Regions from separate parts of the Sus scrofa genome. Here regions 1, 2 and 4 are each linked to region 3. A link is a contact called in public HiChIP or PLAC-seq data. All regions are on one chromosome and are shown on one strand. The core of a region is the stretch at or near the end of the contact, and the rest is flanking DNA. Distances in the headings are between cores, read along the strand shown.

Region 1 (3,336 bases), core at 481-2,980, 200 kb after region 3:
CAGAGCAAATTAAAATAGCCCTTTTTATATTGTGAAATTAGGGGACAAAAGAAGCTTGAAAATGGGCTTATGTCTATGTAGAAGTAGACCGTTAGAGGGCATATAAAAGAAGTTCCTTTAGACCTCCCAATATGATGTAGGACTGTGCTAGTACCAAGAGTGGAGAACATCAGCCTATCTCAACAGACCTTTGAGATAAAAAAAAAAAAAACTATCTGGACTAGGGTGTCCTCCCTGTCCCCTCTACCCTCCCCCCATCACTGTGGCATACAACCACAGAAACTCAAAAGAGCAAAAACACCAACAAGATATGCGATAAAGAATTCAAAATGCTAGGAGTTCCTGTCGTGGCTCAGCGGAAATGAATCCTACTAGGAACCATGAGGTTGTGGGTTTGATCCCTGGCCTTGCTCAGTGGGTTAAGGATCTGGCATTGCAGTGAACTGTGGTGTAGGTTGCAGACGTAGCTTGGATCCCACATTGCTATGGCTGTGGTACTGGCCAGAGGCTACAGCTCTGATTAGATCCCTAGCCTGGGAACCTCCATATGCCGTGGGTGTGGCCCTAAAAGGACAAAAATAAATAAATAAATTTAATTAAAGAATTCAAAATGCTAATATTAAATCTCATTCTGAGGATTTCCTGTGTGGCTCAGTGGGTTGAGTGGGTTGAATTCAGCCACTGTCACTGAAGTGTCTCTGGTCACTGCAGTGGCACTTTCCTGGCCTGGGAACTTCTGCATGCCATGGATGCTGCCAAAAAGAACCAAAACAAAACAAAACAAAAAACAAACTCTCATTCTGAGCCAAAAGTAGATTGAAAGTAAGGTCAAGGGTGAAAGATTTATAATGGATTAATAAGAGAAAATAAGGATGTTTCGGAGGTACATTATCTTTTTTTTTCTTTTTTTGCATCCTGCGGCATATGGAGCTCCTGGTCCAAGGATCAGATCCAAGCCGCAGTTGTGAGCTACACAGCAGCTGTGACAATGCTGGATCCTTAACTCACTGGGCCAGGTGAGGGATTGAACCTGCATCCCAGCGCTCCAGCTGCTGATCCTGTGGCACTACAGCAGGAGTGGGAACTCCGTTTGGGGGTACATTCTTAATATTTGTGATTCATGCCTTGGGGATGTGCTTTGTCCTCTCAGGAAATGTTACTTGGTATTCTGAATTGGATGGATAAAATAAGAATATTTCCTAAACAGTTTGTCAGCATCTGGATTCTCATGGTCAGAAAGTGGCAGTTATTGGTTGAAACAGAGGTTTGATCATTTGAATTTCATCCACAGCACAAGTCCTTTAATAGTGATCAATTACCTTAGGAGAGAGAGGCTCTTTTGAACCAACCGTTACTCATGTGTTGAACAGTTGGCAGCTCTGAGCCATCAGATCAGTATTGATCTTCCTCCATAGTTTACAAAATATCAGGGTACCAAGGCAACCGGGACGGGGAAAGTAATAACCAGAGTGTTGTTGAGTTGGGAGACGTTAAAAATGGGCTGCAACCCACTCGTGTGCCCTTATTTTTAGGTCAAGGATGTATGTATGTTCATATAATATGCTCTCTCTTTCTCCAAAATACTACACTCAGGAACCTCATTACTGCCCCCTCCCCCAAAGAAAACAGAACCCTCTCCTCCTTCCCGTAGGTCTCTTTCTTTACCTGCTTCTTCCCCAGCTTGGGTTAAGAACTTTCGGCCCCGCCTCCCTGTTCGTCCAAGCTCCGCCTTCCCGGTTCACCTGTGTGCCCCGCCCCTGACGTTACAGTTCGGCATCAGCGGCGTGCAGGATTCCAGCTCCCGATTGGCTCATCTGACCACGGCCAGCGCAGCCCACCAATGGCAGCGGCACTGGATGGGGGGTGGTGGTGCCCACATCCAAGATGGCGCTCCCGGGAGCTGGGAGCGGGTGACCGGCGGCTGGGAAGCGGCCTGGGCTGGCCCTGCGATTGCGGGGTCTTGGGGGCATCTGCTGGGTAGCACCCCCACCCCCCCGGCCCACCTACAAGGCCTTCCCCGGGCTGGAGCAATGGCCGCCGAGAACAGCAAGCAGTTTTGGAAGAGAAGCGCCAAGCTGCCGGGGAGGTGAGCCCAGGACGCTGAAAGGAAGAGGGGATTGGACCAAACCCTTCCAGATCCTAAACCCTAAATCCCGCGGGCCTGGGGTGCCACCGACCCCAGAAGGCTGGTTTGGGGGACCTGGGAGAAGGAAGTTGGGGCTGCCTGGTGGCGGCAAGACAGCTGTCAGGCAAAGGAGCCGGCAGCGAGCTTTGGAGATGGCTGGGTGTGGGAGCAGACCCGGGTCTGGGGGCGTAGGGCTTTGGAGGGGCTGCCCTCAGCCGGGAGGGGGCCGGTGGCTGGAGTTCTGGCATAAGGGACAGTGGAGTTGGGTGAGTAACTAGTGTCGGTCCTGGGTTCGGAAAGCCACCACAAGAGCTGCTTCTCACTTTAAACAGAACTCCTTCTTGGGGGGGTGGTCTCCACCTCGCACAGGTGGTTGTTTGCTCGTGGGTGGCCCCTTCCCTTGCTCCCCCAGCTCTGCACGTATGAATTTTTCTTCTAGACTCCTAAGAGGTTCTGATGAGAGCTTGGGACCGTCTGTAGGGGGACAAGAAAAGTGAGGAAAATTCTTAAGCACGACCTCACTTTATCCAGAGTTGGCTCTTTCCCATTGGGAATAATTACAGGGTGACCTAGAATCGAGATTATTTCTTTAGCATTTTATAAGGGTTTGTTCAAACTCAAGTAACCTTTTCCCCTCTGCCTGGTAGTGTACTTCTTGTGCAAATGCACTAAATTCTTTAAAGTTGTTTAGTTGGAGAGCAGACTTTTAAGTTACTCTCCACTCCCACCCCGACCCCCTTTTAGGCGTTTCTTGAGACTCTTAGCAACTCTACATTCATCAGTCTGTTGTTGGTTTAGTTTCAATTTGTTTGCAGTCCTGAGAAGTAAAAGGAGTGTATGTTTCAAATCTTAAATTTAAGATTTTTGCTATTCACAGTCCACTTGATGATGAAATTCATGTTTAGTTGTGCCCCCACGTGCTACCCTTTCTAATTGATTCAGGGATAGTAATCTTTTAAACCTGTGGCTTGTTTGTTTAATAGCAAGAGAGAAATGAGGGTCATTGGTGGCTATATGGCAGTCTTATTTCTGTTAGGATGCTGTTAAACATATGGGAATCAGCTTTTAGTAATTTAGTAAAAATAGTGCAAGGGAATGCAGAAATAGCTTCAGATTAAAGTGTTGTGGAATCACAGTGTTAATAGGAATGCTGAAGACCTCTATGTTTTTAGACAGGCACCGCTTCCTGCCAACTGATTCCTTTTCCTTCC
Region 2 (3,337 bases), core at 732-3,231, 150 kb after region 3:
AATTCTCAGAGCAGGCTGACTGCCTCTCCAAAGGCACAAAGTCTAAAGTGCTGCGTGAGTGGGAACAAGGGAGAATGGTCCAGTATGGCTTGTGAAAGGAAAGGGAAGGTAGAGGGGTTGGAAATGGTGGTCACATAAATTTATACTTGTTATCTTAGTATCAAGGACAGTTTTGGATGCCAATAGAAGAAAAGCTTTGAATACTCTGGAGTTGAATTTGGGTCATTTCATCTCTTCCTCCCTTAGCTGTTGTATGACCCTGTGTCATCCTATTTATGTTTCATTTTCCTGTCTGTAAAAAAGGGAATAATTCTTGTTCCCTTGGGTTTTCTCATAGTCATCAAAAATGAATGAGTTAGGCCACAGTACACAACAAAAGGGAAATATGTAATATCTTATAAGATAAATTCATAAAAGTTGTGAAACAACTGGGTGTCTTTATAAAACAAGCACTGTAGGAAACTTTTAATGAAACATTTAAACTCATTAATGCCAGCAGATACACAGATCCACGGACTTCCTCATTTTTCCTTTAAGTGGCAGGAACTTGAAAACAATTAAAATAGGATGTAGTTAGCTTTCAATTATTTAGGCTCTGACATTTCAATTTATGGATTACATAGAATTCTAATTTACTCATTTCACACGTCGTTATCAACTCTACATGAAGTTTAAAAGGACAAAGGATGAAAGTCAAATTGGTCAGTTTTCCGTGTTATTTCCAAGGGGGGGCAGGGAAAGGAGGGGCATTTCCTTTGAGTCAAGAATCGGGGGCTGCTAATAATTGCTAGTATTGCCTGACTGGTAATAACAGGCTGATGAAAAGGTGAATACAACGCGAAAGCTGATTAAATCAAGCGCGCCCTCCCACCCCGCTTTAGATGAGGAATTCATCTCTCGCTCCCGCCCTCACAGAAGGGCTGAGACAGCATCTGGCATCACAATACTAACATTTGTTTCGTGATTTCCTCTTTACCGGGCACTCTGACACACATCACTGCTTAGGAATCAGGATTCACTGGAACCTTTCTGCATTTTAAAAATAAAATCTGCTAGGGGATTGGGGGCTGGGGAGCTGATCTTTTCACGGGCTGTGACAACCGCGATCGGGACGCCTCCCCCGAGTGAGCGGAGCTCTCCTCATTTTATTCCGGGCCTGTGACACCTCCACTCCCTGCGTGAAGCCGCTGTGACTCACATCTTGCAGATCCTTCGCCCCCCACGCGCCCCCAACACACAAACCCCGGAGGACCCAACTCGAGCCCACAGAGCGTGATCAACCAGCCCAAGCCGACTTGGAGGTCTCACGTCTGAGTCACACAGAAAGACCACCCTCGTCGGCATCCCCCCCGCCACACACACACCACACACACACACACACACACGGTCCCTCACACCCCGGCGCGCCGGCCGCCTGGCCTCCCCGCCTGTCACACCAACGCCCGTCGTCTCTGCGCAACTTGTTATGCTCCAGCTCAAGCCCTTGACCCAAAAACCCCGAGAAACGGAGAGCCGCAGAGCCGGCCTCGGGCGGCCTTTGATGGCTTTGTTATTGTTTGGGTTTGAATCGATACGCCCCTCCCCATCCTTCCTCCGTGGCTGCTAGACACCCAGCTCCCGCCTCCCATCACGCCCCGCGCCCCTCCCCCTCCATTTTGGCGCCTTTTCCTTCCCGCCACGTCGTGGCGGCGTAGAGACCATTCTGACCGCGAGAGCGGGGCGGGGCGGGAGCGGGGCGCGCCGTGTTATGCAGATAGGTCGGCTTCTGGTTGGCTGGAGATGCGCCGGCGGGGGCGGGGCCGGGGTGCGGCGCCGGAGCGCGCGGGGCGGGGGGGAGGGGAGTCGCCCTGTCCCGCCGCTTCCCCACCCCCTCTCCTCCCTCCGCTGGCCTGGCAGCCCGGCTCCCCGCCTAGGCCTCCTGGAGAGGCCCCGCCCCATCCCCGCCCGCCCGCGCGCCCCCCGCCGGCGCGCTCCGCCCCTTTACTCCTGGCGGCTGGGCGAGCCGGGCGTCTGCTGCAGCGGCCGCGGTGGCGGAGGAGGCCCGAGAGGACTTGGCGGCAGCAGCGGCAGCGGCGGTGGCGGGACCGGCAGCAGCAGCAGCTACAAGCTCCCTGTGCCGCGGCGCTGCCGCAAGAGTCCCACGAGCCGCCCACCCCGCCGCCCTCGGCGTTGCCTGACCCCGCCGGCGTGTCCGCCAGTCTCCAGCCCCGGCGGCGCCCCCAGTCGTCCTCCGACTCGCCCTCGGCCTTCCGCGCCAGCCGCTGCCGCAGCCGCAACGCCACCCGCAGCCTCACCCCCAGCCGTAGGCACAGCCACCGGCACAACCCCAGCCCCAGCTCCTGCTGCTGCAGCTCTTCCAGACGCAGTCCCTACGCCGACACCCTGGAGGTTGGGATGCTCTTGTCCAAAATCAACTCGCTTGCCCACCTGCGCGCCGCGCCCTGCAACGACCTGCACGCCACCAAGCTGGCGCCCGGTGAGTGCCCCCCCCCAAATCGTGGATGGAGGGGCGACTGGACTTCCCAGGGTGGGAGCTGGGGGCACCCGGGCCGGCACTGAGTCCTCTGTGACTCCCCCTTTCCTAGGCAAGGATAAGGAGCCCCTGGAGTCGCAGTACCAGGTGGGCCCGCTACTGGGCAGCGGCGGCTTCGGTTCGGTCTACTCAGGCATCCGTGTCGCCGACAACTTGCCGGTGAGTGGGCGCCCCACCACGGGGAGGGCGCTCCGGGCAGGGGGGCGGCAGGGTGTGTTTGGCTCTGGCGAGGGGACCTAACAGACTCTCTGGGGGGCTTTCCAGGTGGCCATCAAGCACGTGGAGAAGGACCGGATTTCCGACTGGGGAGAACTGGTGAGGGAGCGACCCCAAGGATGGGTGGGGTGAGGGGCACCCTCCGACTCCCGCCCTAACGCAGCCCCCTTGCCCCCTCTGCAGCCTAATGGCACCCGAGTGCCCATGGAAGTGGTTCTTCTGAAGAAGGTGAGCTCGGGCTTTTCCGGCGTCATTAGGCTCCTGGACTGGTTCGAGAGGCCCGACAGTTTCGTCCTGATCCTGGAGAGGCCCGAGCCGGTGCAAGACCTCTTCGACTTTATCACGGAAAGGGGGGCCCTGCAGGAGGAGCTGGCCCGCAGCTTCTTCTGGCAGGTGCTGGAGGCCGTTCGCCACTGCCACAACTGCGGGGTGCTCCACCGCGACATCAAGGACGAGAACATCCTCATCGACCTCAACCGCGGCGAGCTCAAGCTCATCGACTTCGGGTCGGGGGCGCTTCTCAAGGACACCGTCTACACGGACTTCGATGGTGAGCCAGGCCTTGGGGGAGCTGCGCGGGAGGGAGCT
Region 3 (3,305 bases), core at 272-2,771:
AGGGTGCCCATCTCAGTCACACCCACCGAATTCTGCCAAATGCACTTCCTCCATCCCAGACCCACCCCCTTCCAGCTCCATCTCTCCCTTTCTTAAGCAACCCAATTCATCTGTCAGGCACTGCTGGTCCCCCCAAACATGCCAACCGCCCCTGCATGCCTCCATTCCAGAGACATCCTACCTTGGTCTCATTTTCTGCCAGCCCCTGCACATCCTGCCACCTTGTGCTTAAAATGCCCCTTCTGCCCAATTCCAATTTGCCTGTAACCCTTCAGCCCATACCCCTCCCCAACCATGACTTCAATTTTCTCCTCCAAATGCGTCATCCTTTCCCCCCAAAAGCCTCCTCCTAGCTCCCCTTTCCAGACAAACCTCCACTACCCCTCCCCCGCCCCCGTGTCGCCCTATCTGTTCCCCTCCCCCAAGGCACGTCATCACCGTCCCCTCCTCCCATCAAATCTGCCGTCGCCATCAAGTCCAGAGCCCCCATCTCCTTAAAACGATAGCTCTCCGGTGTTAAATCCTTTGCCTCCGCCCTTTCGCACCAAATTCTGTCACCGTTAAATTTAATGCTCCCGTCCCCTCCTCCCCGGAGTCTGATGCCCCTTTTTCTTTCTTAAACGTTTGGACCAGACTCTCTAGTCCTTTGTTTCCTCCAAACCACTGTAAGTCCATCTCTATTAAATCCAGAGTTCTTGCTTCCCTTCACCTTAAATGTGCCCATCTTCTGAATACTCTGCCTTGGCCCCCAAACCTCCTCCTCAGCCATTTGCCAAAACTTCCCGCCCCCCCCATCGTTGCTTCTTTCCTCACCCCCAAATGCTGCCCCTTCCCTCCTAGTGCAAGTTCATCGCCTCCATTCTTTCATTTCCCAAACCTGTCATCCGTTCCATCGTCCCCTCCCCCTGCACCTCGTTCCTTCCTCTCTCCCAAATCTGACGCTGACCTTTTGCCCCTTCTCTTGCACCCCCAAACCCATGCCCCTTGCATCCTCAAATCACTTGCCGCTTTCCTCCTCTCCCACTCCTACCGCGCATCAACCCGCCGTCCCCGCCCCTCTCCTCAATACACCGCCATTGCCTCCCCCGCCCCCATCCTTCTCCAGACCCTGGCCTGTCACCTTCACATCGGCCCCCGCCTCCCTAAGACGCCCCTGGCTCCACACCTGGATGAGCAGCTTCACGTAGAGCAGCGGGTGACTGAGAGCCGTCACTCCTGCACCCAGCGCCACGAAAAGAGCCTCGGTGGTCGGGGCGTTGTCCCCGGAGCCCAGGCCCCCGGACGCGCCGTCCATCCTGCGGGCGGAGGGTTGCGCCGCAGGCCGAGGGTGGCGCGGGTGCGCGCGGTGTGCGGGCGGCGGGTCGCGAGCCCGGGCCTCGACCCCCGCCGCCGCTCCGCCGCGAGCTCCTGCTCCTGCTCCGGCTCCCGCCATTCCCGCGGCACCGCCGCGAGCCCAGGGCGCCACTTCCGGGTCCGAAGCCCCCATGGCGCCGGGCGGCGAGGTCACTCCCCCGTCACGTGACGGGCGGGCGCACCGCCCCTAAGCGCGTCGGGGGTGGGGCCGGGCCTCACCACTCGCGGCCGCGGGGGTGTGCGGCATCGTGGGACGGCTGGCGGTAAGCGCCAGTTGTGGGCCCCGGGTCGGGGTTGGGGCCTGGCTCTGCACTGGGCTGTGGCCCGGGGGTCAGTGGTTGCGGGCGACCCAGACTGTAGGCTCAGAGACCGTGAAGGCCGCCGCCAGCGCGGGAGCTCCCCCGGGGGGCCAGGAGAGCGGCGGGGGCGGTGCTCGGATGCTCCGCAAACGCCCTCAATTTGGTCTGAGGCGCTTGCAAGCCCCTTCCCTGGCTCGGAGTGTTGTCCGCAGTTCTGGACCCGACTCTTTGCGGCCCGGATCCCAGTCCTGCGGCCTCCTGCTGCTGGCCGAACCCCTCCGCGTTCTCCAGCCTCGGCATACTCCCTTTCCCTCCCCCCCAGGCCAAATCCGGCTGCCCCCTCGGCAGTTGTGGTCATTCTGCTTTGCAGTTGAGCCTCCGCCAACCTCCCTCACAGTTGCTGGTTAGAAAATACGTTTGCTCAAAAGTACTTGCGTATCTACTTCACTAGATGGAAAGGTTTTAACCAGTTTAAGCTTGCGTATCTCCTTCACTAGATGTGAAGGTTTTAACTAGTCAGCATGAGCACACGCAGGCATTGTGTTAGGCTCTGATAGTCTAATCTTTAGTTAATAAAAATGAATAATAATTGGCTCTTAAATTGCATTTACTACGTCCAGACGTTTTTAAAAGTGCTTTGCAACATGTCAACTCTAGTATGATCCTCACAACAGCCCTGTGAAGAAGTTGCCTATTCCAGCAAGTGCCCTGTTCATGTTTGTAAGCGTGCCCTCCCCCTGCAACAACACCTAAAACCTGCTAGTTAGTTGTGGAGATGCAAAAGAAAAGTAGCTGTTTAAATGGAAAGAAATCCAGTACCCTAGAGTTGGGAGGGACACAGCCATGGGGGAGCTGATCCCTTTGTCTGTACTCATCCTGTGTTCATTGTGGGAAGGTTCCTCAGAATAGACATCTACCTTCTGACGGCTTAGTCCGGGTTTCCTGAAGTCTGCCCTTCTTGCCGCCTAAAAGCCCCCCCCCCCATTACTCCTGACAACAAATACTCTGTATACTTTCCACATTCAAATCCTGTCAGTCTACCTGTCCCCTTGGTCTCGCCCCTACCCTGGCTTCACTAACCCAAGTTTGTTCTGGTCTGGAACACTGTAAAGCATCCTAGCTCTTTCAAGTGTTACCCTTTCAAATACACCTTTCATCAAACCTACCTCCCACCCCTAGGAGCACTTTTTTTGTGTGTGTGGCCCGGCCTACAGCATGTTGAAGTCTGAGCCAGGGATTGAACCTGCACTACAGCAGTGACCTGGGCTGCTACAATGACAATGCCAGATCCTTAACCTGCTGAGCCACCAGGGAACTTCAGGAGTGCTTTTTTTTTTTTTTTAAGGGCCACAGGTGTGACATATATAAGTTCCCAGGCCAGGGGTCAAATTGGAGCTGTAGCTGCCAGCCTACACCAAAGCCACAGCAACTCCAAGTCTAAGCAGCACCTATGACCTACACCGCAGCTTGCCACAATGCCAGACCCTTAACCCACCGAGCAAGGCCAGGGATTGAACCCATATGCTCATGGATACTTGTTAGGTTCTTACTGTGCTGAGCTACAAGGGGAACTCCAGGAGCACTTTAATGACTTCCTTGCTTAGCATTAGCTCCACTGAGCAGCCTGGGTGTATGTACTTAGAGCTGTAAAGC
Region 4 (3,372 bases), core at 827-3,326, 210 kb before region 3:
CACCTTTGACATATAGATGTTCCCAGGCTAGGGATCAAATCAGAGCTGCAGCTGCTGGCCTAGGCCACAGCCACAGCAACGTGGGATCCGAGCTGGGTCTGCAACCTACACCACAGCTTGCAGCAACATCAGATCCTTAACCCACTGAACAAGGCCAGGGATAGAACCCGCATCCTCATGGATACTAGTCAGGCTCTTAACCCACTGAGCCACAACGGGAACTCTTGGATATCTGTATTTTAATAAGCATCCTGGACCCTGAGTGATTTTTATATGGTAAAGATTGGGAAATGCTGGAGCAAGGAAAAGTCAGGAGACCTGGGCTGATACCTGCCCTGTCCCTAACTCACTGTGTGATCTGAGACAAATCATGTCCCTTCCCTGGGCCTCAGTTTCTTTATCTCTAAAGTAAGAAAGCTGGATGAGATCAGTGTGCTTTTTGTTTTTGTTTTTGCTTTTGCTTTTTTAGGGCGGCATGAGAGGCATATGGAGATTCCCAGGCTAGGGATCCAATCAGAGCTACAGCTGCCAGCCTACACCAAAGCCACAACAATGCAGAATCTGAGTCTCGTCTGCAACCTACACCACAGCTCAAGGCAATGCTGGATCTTTAATCCACTGAGTGAGGCCAGGGATCTAACCCACAACCTCATGGTTCCTAGCCGGATTCCTTTCCCCTGTGCCATGACAGGAACCCCTCAAACTTTTTTTAGCGATACATCTAACATTTCTCAGCTGGGGAAGGTGGTAGGGCACTTGGGAAAGTGCGGGAGAGCTTTGGTGGTCTCACGATGTCTGGGGCTCTGCTGCTGCCTATGGGTTGAGGTCAGGGGTGCTAAGAATCCCTACCCCATAAGGGGAAGTCCTGTGAGAAGAATTATTCTGCCCCAAATGCTGACAGCATCCCCACTGAGAAACACTGCAGCTTTGGACAAAAGAAACATGGCTCCAAGCCTGTGTGTGAAACAGTTACCATCAGAGAAGCAGTGGTCAGCCCCCTTGGAATGAGCAGAATAATTTACTGTTTACAGTCCTGCACTTCCCATATGTCTGTCACAGCAGCCCTGTACATCAGGCAGGGTAGGGTTGGAGCTCCTGCTGTGTCGCAACAGATTGGCAGCATCTTGGGAGTGCTGGGGGCGGGTTTGATCCCTGGCCCAGAACAGTAGGTTAACCCAGCATGGCCACAGCTGTAGCTTAGGTCGCAACTACGGCTCAGCTCCTGGCCCGGCAACTCCATATATGCCATGGGATGGCCGAAAAACAAACAAACAAACAAAAAAACCAAAACACCCTCCAAATTCAGGGTTGGGTTGATGTATTAGCCCCATTTTACAGATAGAGAAAATAAGGTTCCTCGGAGGATCCCCTTAGTGCCCTTTCTGTAACCTCTTCTGGTCTGGGGCTATGGTCGGCCTGACTCAAATTACCTTTGGCCACATTCGCTGATGAGCTGTGGCCCTCTAGAGTGCGAAGACAGGCAGGGTATGGAATTGGTACGTCTGTACTGCAGAGACATTGGTTTCCATTCTCAATGCCCTGGTGGACCCCACCTCAGGGCCTTTGCACATCTAACCCCTACAACTAGAATTCTTTCCCCTCAATATCCTCAGTACTTGCTCCCTCACCTTCTCTAAATCTCTGCTTCAATGTCGCCTTCTCAAAGAAATTGTCCCTGACGACTTTATATAAAACAGTAGTTGTGTTTCTGGCATTCCCCATCCATTTACCTCATGCTGCTTTTTCCCCTCGCCCTCACAACCTCCTGACACACTCAGGTATATGTGTGTACGTATGTCTGCTTTCTGTCTCCTCCCTGCCAGAAGATAAGCACCAGGAGGGCAGAGATTTGGATCTGTCATGTCCCCAGCTGGGTCCCCCATACCCAGAACAGTGCCTGGAACCTGGTGGCACTCAGTAAACATTTGTTGAAGAAACGCAAGAATGGCCTGAAGATCAGCCCCCAGAAGCCACTGAGCCAGTGTGATCCCAGGATGGTCATGGTTAAGCGGGGGCAGCGCCCACAGCAGCGGCAAGCTCTGAATTGAACGCTACCATTTTCTAGCCCGGTGACCTTGGTTGAGTCACTTCCTTGCCTGCAGCCTTGGTTTCCTCTTTCAATGACGAGGGGGTGATAATGTCTGCCTCTTAAGGAAACAATTTGTGAAAAGCACGCAAATGGGGAATTTCCCAGAGGAAGGGCCCAATAAATGCGACTCCTTTTCCTCTTCCTTCTTGCAGGAAGTCTCCGTGGGAGTCTCTCTCTGGGATTCCTCATCCTGCATCACAGAGCCCATTGTCTCTCCCACACATCTAAGCCGCCTCCGGGGGCTGTTGATCCATCGCTCCCCCCCCCCACGCCCAAACCCCCAGGTCTGGTTCCCACACCTGTGGGAACACACACACACACACACACACACACTCCAGACCCAGCTCAGGGCTCATGATGTCTACACCCACTGCAGCAAGGGGGCAGCTACTCACTGTGCCAGAATTCACGTATTTCTTTTTCTTCATTTTCTTTTTTGGGTTTACCACCTGCAGAGAAAAGTTACGGTGTAAGAAGGAGAAATTCCAAGCAGTCCGGGCTGAACCCCTAAGGGTTCCAGGGACTCCTGCGTGTGGCCCCAGCCAGCGGAGTGTGGAAGGCGAAAACTGGAGGGTGGGGGTGGGGGGAGGGGGGATTCAGGAGAAGAGAGTTCAGGGAGGTTTTGTGAGAGACTGGCACTTAGATTTATGCAACCAGGCTCCGGGATTAGCCTGGGTGTCCCATGACCAAACATACCAGGAATAATACTTATTTAACCTTTCCCACTGCTTCCCTAACACACTCTCCACCCTATGTAGCCGAAGGAGGCTCGATGTTGCAAAGGGGCCTGCCCACCCCTCTGCGTTGGCTCAGGCTGCTCCCCTTTACCCAAAATGCCCTCCTCTCCTCCCTCCAGCAAATTCAATCCTCTCTACTCCTCCTTCAAGTTCAGCCCTAGGGCTGCCCTGGGGCCTTTGAGGCCCCCTCACCTCACTACTGACCTTACACTACAAATAGAACCTCCTTGGAGTTCCCACTGTGGCTCAGAGGAAATGAATCTGACTAGTATCCATGAGGATGCAGGTTCGATCCCTGGCCTTGCTGTGAGCTGTGGTGCAGTTCGCAGACTCGGCTTAGATCCTGCATTGCTGTGGCTGTGGCGTATACCAACGGCTATAGCTCTCTAATTCAACCCCTAGCCTGGGAACCTCCATTTTCCGTGGGGGCAGCCCTAAAAAAAAAGACCCTCTTTAACTCTTTGAGTGTAAGCTTTCATTCCAAACCAGACCTGCCACCAGGACTAAGCAGAGAATAGGTGCTAAAAAAACACTTGGTGGGCTACC

Evidence for each region. HiChIP or PLAC-seq counts read pairs in DNA pulled down with a chosen protein or histone mark.
Region 1: an H3K27ac HiChIP or PLAC-seq map of alveolar macrophages shows a contact between it and region 3. The contact joins the promoter of TMEM217 here to the promoter of MTCH1 in region 3. A contact is called at or near these places in 2 of 5 promoter capture datasets (fetal liver and liver) and 1 of 2 datasets of contacts at active chromatin or transcription factors (alveolar macrophages).
Region 2: an H3K27ac HiChIP or PLAC-seq map of alveolar macrophages shows a contact between it and region 3. The contact joins the promoter of PIM1 here to the promoter of MTCH1 in region 3. A contact is called at or near these places in 2 of 47 Hi-C or Micro-C datasets (embryonic fibroblasts and liver) and 2 of 2 datasets of contacts at active chromatin or transcription factors (alveolar macrophages and skeletal muscle).
Region 4: an H3K27ac HiChIP or PLAC-seq map of alveolar macrophages shows a contact between it and region 3. The contact joins the enhancer-like site here to the promoter of MTCH1 in region 3. A contact is called at or near these places in 1 of 5 promoter capture datasets (liver), 6 of 47 Hi-C or Micro-C datasets (brain, embryonic fibroblasts, fetal heart ventricle and 3 more) and 2 of 2 datasets of contacts at active chromatin or transcription factors (alveolar macrophages and skeletal muscle).

The regions. Positions count from the first base shown.
Region 1 is chr7:32,837,385-32,840,720 of Sscrofa11.1, forward strand. TMEM217 (transmembrane protein 217) reads right to left here and starts at 1,731. Exons shown (of 2, transcript XM_001927644.5): 1 at 1,666-1,731. It overlaps TBC1D22B (TBC1 domain family member 22B), which reads left to right and starts at 1,794. Exons shown (of 13, transcript XM_003128372.4): 1 at 1,794-2,086. The coding sequence starts at 1,857.
Region 2 is chr7:32,786,265-32,789,601 of Sscrofa11.1, forward strand. It overlaps PIM1 (serine/threonine-protein kinase pim-1), which reads left to right and starts at 1,982. Exons shown (of 6, transcript XM_005665927.2): 1 at 1,982-2,476; 2 at 2,586-2,692; 3 at 2,798-2,848; 4 at 2,933-3,299. The coding sequence starts at 2,395.
Region 3 is chr7:32,634,054-32,637,358 of Sscrofa11.1, forward strand. It overlaps MTCH1 (mitochondrial carrier 1), which reads right to left and starts at 1,522. Exons shown (of 12, transcript NM_001244167.1): 1 at 1,166-1,522. The coding sequence starts at 1,486. LOC110261512 (a long non-coding RNA gene) reads left to right here and starts at 1,518. Exons shown (of 2, transcript XR_002345692.1): 1 at 1,518-1,616.
Region 4 is chr7:32,425,160-32,428,531 of Sscrofa11.1, forward strand. It overlaps CPNE5 (copine-5), which reads right to left. Exons shown (of 23, transcript XR_002345691.1): 14 at 2,485-2,538. Among named protein-coding and RNA genes, the nearest start is that of RAB44, 54 kb to the left of the region's middle. Within about 2 kb of position 2,077, at least 2 of the 83 cell types and tissues checked have an H3K27ac peak or open chromatin away from gene starts, as enhancers often do. A contact at or near this core is called in alveolar macrophages, where this site is marked.